Regions from separate parts of the Sus scrofa genome. Here region 2 is linked to region 1. A link is a contact called in public HiChIP or PLAC-seq data. All regions are on one chromosome and are shown on one strand. Each heading gives the region's core, a stretch centred on a gene start, on an enhancer-like site or on the middle of the called end of the contact. The rest is flanking DNA. Distances are from core to core; before and after follow the strand shown.

Region 1 (2,825 bases), core at 151-2,650:
CAAATTTACTAGGGCAAGGAAAGTGACCTAAGCCTCAGTTCTTATCTCTGTAAAATAAGAATAAGAATCTAATACACCTCATGTAACTGTTGAGAGAAGTACGTGAGAAAATAACGTAAATCACTTGCCACACATAAGACTCAATGAATATAGCAGATTTCCTCATTTTTTTTTCTGCCGAAATAAAAACTTTTTCACTAACAGTTTTCAGTAACAAATCAAAACCATATTCCAGTGTGGAGCAAGGATGCTAGGTGCTAAAGTCAGCGAGGAAGCTTCCTACTTCCACAGTTAAACCTTTCAGCACGCTAAAGCCAAAACTAGCATTATCTACAGGACTCCAAAGGGTGCAAACTCCCAGCAAGTGGTCGAGAACCTAGTAAATGAGATCCAGTGGTCACCACTCTCTTCCCTTTCCCTCGAAGAGCGCGAGGATGCAACACTCTCCAATTGATTAGGTGTCAGTAAGCCGCAGCCTCTTTCCTTACTTTGGAAAGCTGCAACGGACGGGGCTTTTGGTCTCTTGAACTGGGGTAAAGGGAAACAAGAAGCAAGCAGAGGAACAAAGACTCTGAGGAATGAAAATGAAAACGGCCATCTCTACCCACAGCAGCCCCCAAACTTGAGATTGCCCACTTTGGTGGAGCGCGACCACAGCCTGATGTACTAGCCAGAAACTCGGCAGTTCCCTCCGAGCTAAAATGAAACCTCCGGTAATCTCAAACCCACGAAATGGAAATGGGAAGCAAAGCAGGAGGAGGACAAATTAAAACGCGAAAAGACCCTCGAGATTGTCCTGCCACTCTTCCACGCCCATGCTGCCTGCCGCTCTGGCACAGGCGCTTAGGAAGAGCGCGTGTCTAGGCTCCGCCAAGCGCAGCAGGAGACAAACCAGCTGCCCAGCAGCGGCCGCAAACCTCGAAGGACCAGGTTCTGCATCTCGATTCTCCTTCGGTCCCGGGGCCCTCACCTGCCACTCCTGCGGTCGCCACGCGAACTGCGGGAGATGACCAAGCCCATTCAGGTCTCGGTTTGCCCTTTAATCCTGGAGTCAGGAATGAGGTGTTGGTCAAAAAGACTCCGGCTATTAGCTGAATGTAGGTCTTCTCTCTTCAAAAGAAGCTGAAGAGCCACAAAGACGTACTGCATGGCACTCTTACATTTGGCGAATACTGGTCACGCCTCTTCCCCGCCCGCCTGCCTCGGGTCTCACACAGAAACCTCACCGGGCGGAACGATTTCCGGCAAGAGCCAAGAGATCCGCCTAACCCTTTCTGGCCGTGCTTCCAAGGCCCCCCATAAAAAACTCCCTCTCTTAACCACACGGGTAGTTCCGCTTCCGGCAGCACCAGATAAGTCGCGAGAGGAAGCTTAAATCTTGACGCTTGCGTTTAGGACCACTTCGGTGAGTGGTCGTTCTGGTGTGTTCACAGCTGATGATTTTTAAAATGAGGCGTGACTTGACTAATTTCAAAACTATTCGCGTCAACTAGTTTAAGGAAGGGTTTAACTGACTTTGTGGAGCTTGCGCAGGCGCCCTTGAGACGGGAGGGCCTTTATGGGGCGTTGAGTGCTGGTGCCAGCAGAGTAGAAAAGGGACGTTGTCACGCTTGGGGAGGTGCCTACTAGGTGTGATCGAGTTTTACTTATTGGTCGTCTTGCGTATGCTGAGTTAAGCAGGACCTTGCCCTTAAGAATTAGTTAACGAGTAGCCAAAACGCTCTGGAAATGCTCCTTCAATTAAAGTAACATCCGAAACTCTGAGCAAATTCAAAAGTTGCGTGCTGCAGTTGACTGATAATAAACCATTGTCCCTGTTACTTCATCATGAACGTCCTTTAATCTGAAATGTTACCCTTTTGCCCCAGATTATAGTTTACTGTGGCGGGGAGAAACGCGAATTTAAGGGATAATCTTGTCCTGTAGTTTTAAAGGAAAATTACTGTCTGTGGGTTTTCTTTAGGCATTTCGGAACCGAAGTAGAGAATTTTAAAAACGAGAATTCATTTATCACCTGGCTTCATGTATATGCATATGGAGATAAAGGCATTTTTGTTAAACGAATTTGCACGTTGAAGTGGATTATAGGGAAGTGCCTTGTGTAATGAGATTTCTCAATATTTTTCGTTACATGAAATTTTGCTCGTCCCTCCCTCAGAGTTAAAATAATTCAGAAGTAAAATTAATGATCCCAAGTGAACATGTTTATTGAAATGGTACAGATTTTAAGTTTTAAAGTTGGAACACATGCTTATTATAACCTTTTAGAGGCTTAAATTGGTAGCCTTGATGGGTTTTGCCCTTGGTGGAACACAAGTTAAATCTTAATTTTATTTCAAATGGTACTTAACTGCCTTTATTGCACACACAAGATAAAATTATTTATATTTACACTTACAGTAAGTATTCATGGATTTCATTTAATATTGTACCAGGGACTTACTGTTAAAAGCTCAACCAAATTTGATCCTGACATTTCCTCTTGCAAAATTAGGAGCTGTAATTGGCCACCTTCACTGCCTTTTCTTATTCCTACATATTTTAATACACGAGTAATTATTTTTTAAAGAATTCTTGAAAATATGAGCATATCCAAAAAAGTGTAATGTAATCTTCATTTTTATAACTCAAGCTATTTAATTCTCTCTTGTAAATGATAACTTTTGTTTAATAATATTTGGGAATAGGAAGATATTTTACTTGACTGAATAATAGAGCTTAAAGCCATTTTCTCATATTAACTATGCCACTGGGTCGTTTCTAGGGACCAAAGAGTGAATGTACTTTTGAAAAGAAAAGAAAAAAAAGCTAATCATTATTTGTTA
Region 2 (2,825 bases), core at 98-2,597, 140 kb before region 1:
AAACCTTCCCGGGTGCAAAGAGGCGTAGGTCAAGAAGCAGGGAGATGTGGAACACTTGCAAGAGGAAGGGACAGGGCCATCATTCCTTTCGTGTTCTCATCTCCTTTCTGGCAGAGATTTGCAGATTCCACCACTAGAGAGAGTTTGGCAGCTTCACAATGGGGCCGCCTTCTCAAGGTCTGACTTGACTGCCGCCCGCCTGGAAATCCCTTTCCTCCACTTCCCACCCGGCCCAAAGTCCACCCGCGACAGGTGGGGCGAGGGCGGAGATGCCCAACGACATCTGTCGCTTTCGCTTCTGGCCAGGACCCGGCCCCAAACCACGCGCGCGGTCCCAAACACCGCCGGTCCATCCGCCCCCACGACAACAGCAGACGCGCTGCGGGCGCTGGCTGTGGGCTCCCGGGCGGTCTTGCCCCCCAGTTTCCTGCGCAGACTAGAAGAGCGGGCGAGATAAGGCCGTCAGGGCTCGCCCCGAGGCGCTATCTGGCCGGGGCAGTCGTACCCAGCGCGGGGCCCGGGCGGACAGTCAGAGGCGTAGCAGGCCCGGGTAGGAGCTACTTTCAATGGGGCCTCCAGGCCCGCTGCCCCGCGGTGCGGGCACCGCGGCGGCGAGGCCAGCATGCCCGCCAACACGCCCCGACTTCCGCACCGCCACACCAGGGGAGAGGCACTTGGGGTCGCCGAGTCCCGCACCTCCCCGGCGAGCGCACGCCGCGCGCTCACGGGGGCGCACGCCCCTGCACCCTCACTCACACACGCTGCACACTCACGGCGTCTCCGACCCCACCCCTGGTCCAAGGAACTGCGGGCTCGCGGCACTCCGCCAGAGCCCCACCCAGTTCACCAGACCCCAGCCCTCTGCTCGGGCACTGGGGGACAAGACTGTCGAGGCCTGGGGCGGCTGAGGCCGCACGCCGTTCATCCTGGGAGGCCCGCCCGGCCGGGGTTCCCCAGCACCGCGCGGGCACTGCGTGCCCGGCCTCGACACGAGGCAAGAAGGAAGGGGCGGCGCCGTGACTGGGGTTGGCACCCGGGATCGGTGACTGAGGCAAATCACCCCCCCACCAACAACCCACCCACCCATCACTACCACCCTTTCTGCAGCACAAAAGGCTGAAGAAGGAAACGCCGTCCCCGTGCAACCTACCAGTGGCCCACAGCTCCGCCGCCTTTGCTGTGCCTGGGGCCGCGGAGCCGTAGACAAGAGAGGGAGAAGCGCAGGGCTGCGGCACCGAGATCCGGGCTGAGGCCGCCAGCAGAGCCAGCCGGGTACCCTCTCAGCTCCCACCGCGTACGGCGCCAGCTACCGCCCGGCGTAGTCCCCGCCTCCGCCGCCTCCGCGCCCGCCTTCCCGCCCTCCCTGCAGAGGCGCAGCCCGTCAGCGATGAGCCCGCCTCCTGCGCCTAGCTCACACACCCGGAGGAAAAGAGGACCTGAGTGAGAAGGGAAGCAAGAAGCCTGAAGAAGGGGGCGGGACCCGAGGGCAAGGGGGGTGGAGCTGCTGACTGGGACTGTGGTGGGAAGAGAGGTCGGAGCACCCTCTGTGAGGTCCAAACCCCAAACAACAATTCTAGAGCTCCCACTCAAAGGGCTGGCAATGCTCAGGTTGCCCCAGTTAAGTGGCGATGTTTGTCATTGGTGAGTCTCTGCTTTAAGGACGCAACCTTGAGAAATAGAGAAGACTAGAAGCTGATGAAATAATAAATTATGGGGTCAATCTTAGAAAAATGCTAGATATCTAGTGAATGTGGGGAGAAGGGTAAAATTCAGATTCTGATTTGATTAGCCCCATGTTTGAATCTTCAGACTTGATCTTTTCCATTCTTGTAAGAAATTCCTTCCTTTGATCATTCTTTTCTACTCTCGATTCTTGTATCTCTCTCTGTCAAACCGGTTAACAAACTTCAGAGATAAGAACTGTTACTGACAAGGATAGAAAGCCCAGATAGAAACCCAAGTAACTATGGTCAACTAATCTATGACAAAAAAGGACAGAATATACAGTGGAAGAAAGATAGCCTCTTCAATAAATGGTGCTGGGAAACTGGAAAGCTACATGTAAAACAATGAAAGTAGAATACTATCTAACACCATATACAAAAATAAACTCAAAATGGATTAAAGACCTAAATATAAGCCCAGACACTATAAACCTCCTAGAAGAAAACATAGGCAGAACCACTCTTTGACATAAATCCAGCAACACATTGTTTGATCCACCTCCTAGAATAATGACAATAAAGAGACAAATAAACCAATGGGACCTTATCAAATTCAAGTTTTTGCACAGCAAAGGAAACCATTAAAAAAAAAAAAGAAAAGAAAAGACAACACACAGAATGGGAGAAAATCTTAGCCAATGATGCAAAAGACAAGGGCCTAATCTCCAAAATATACAAACAACCCATGCAATTCAACATCAAAAAAAAAAAAAAAAAAAACAAACAACCCAACTGAAAAATGGGCAGAAGATCTAATAGACATTTCTCCAAAGAGGACATAAGGATAGCCAACAGGCATATGAAAAAATGCTCAATATCAGTATTTATTAGAGAAACACAAATCAAAACTCCAATGAGGTATCACCTCACGCCAGTCAGAATGGCCATCATTAACAAGGCGACAAATAATAAATGCTAGAGAGGGTGTAGAGAAAAAGGTACCCTCCTCCACTGTTGGTGGAAATGTAAATTGACAACCACTCTGGAAAACAGTATGGAAAATACTTCATAAAACCCAATATAGAGCTACCATATGATCCAGCAATTCCACAGCTGGACATATATGCAAACAAAACTTTCATTGAAAAAGACACATGCACC

The links. HiChIP or PLAC-seq counts read pairs in DNA pulled down with a chosen protein or histone mark.
Region 2: a contact with region 1 is called in an H3K27ac HiChIP or PLAC-seq map of alveolar macrophages. The contact joins the promoter of C2H5orf30 here to the promoter of PPIP5K2 in region 1. A contact is called at or near these places in 1 of 5 promoter capture datasets (liver), 1 of 47 Hi-C or Micro-C datasets (embryonic fibroblasts) and 1 of 2 datasets of contacts at active chromatin or transcription factors (alveolar macrophages).

Annotation. Positions count from the first base shown.
Region 1 is chr2:108,595,308-108,598,132 of Sscrofa11.1, reverse strand. It overlaps PPIP5K2 (inositol hexakisphosphate and diphosphoinositol-pentakisphosphate kinase 2), which reads right to left and starts at 1,400. Exons shown (of 30, transcript XM_021084580.1): 1 at 971-1,400. It overlaps GIN1 (gypsy retrotransposon integrase-like protein 1), which reads left to right. Exons shown (of 8, transcript XM_005654992.3): 1 at 1-1,405.
Region 2 is chr2:108,731,869-108,734,693 of Sscrofa11.1, reverse strand. It overlaps C2H5orf30 (UNC119-binding protein C5orf30 homolog), which reads right to left and starts at 1,347. Exons shown (of 4, transcript XM_013995002.2): 1 at 1,151-1,347.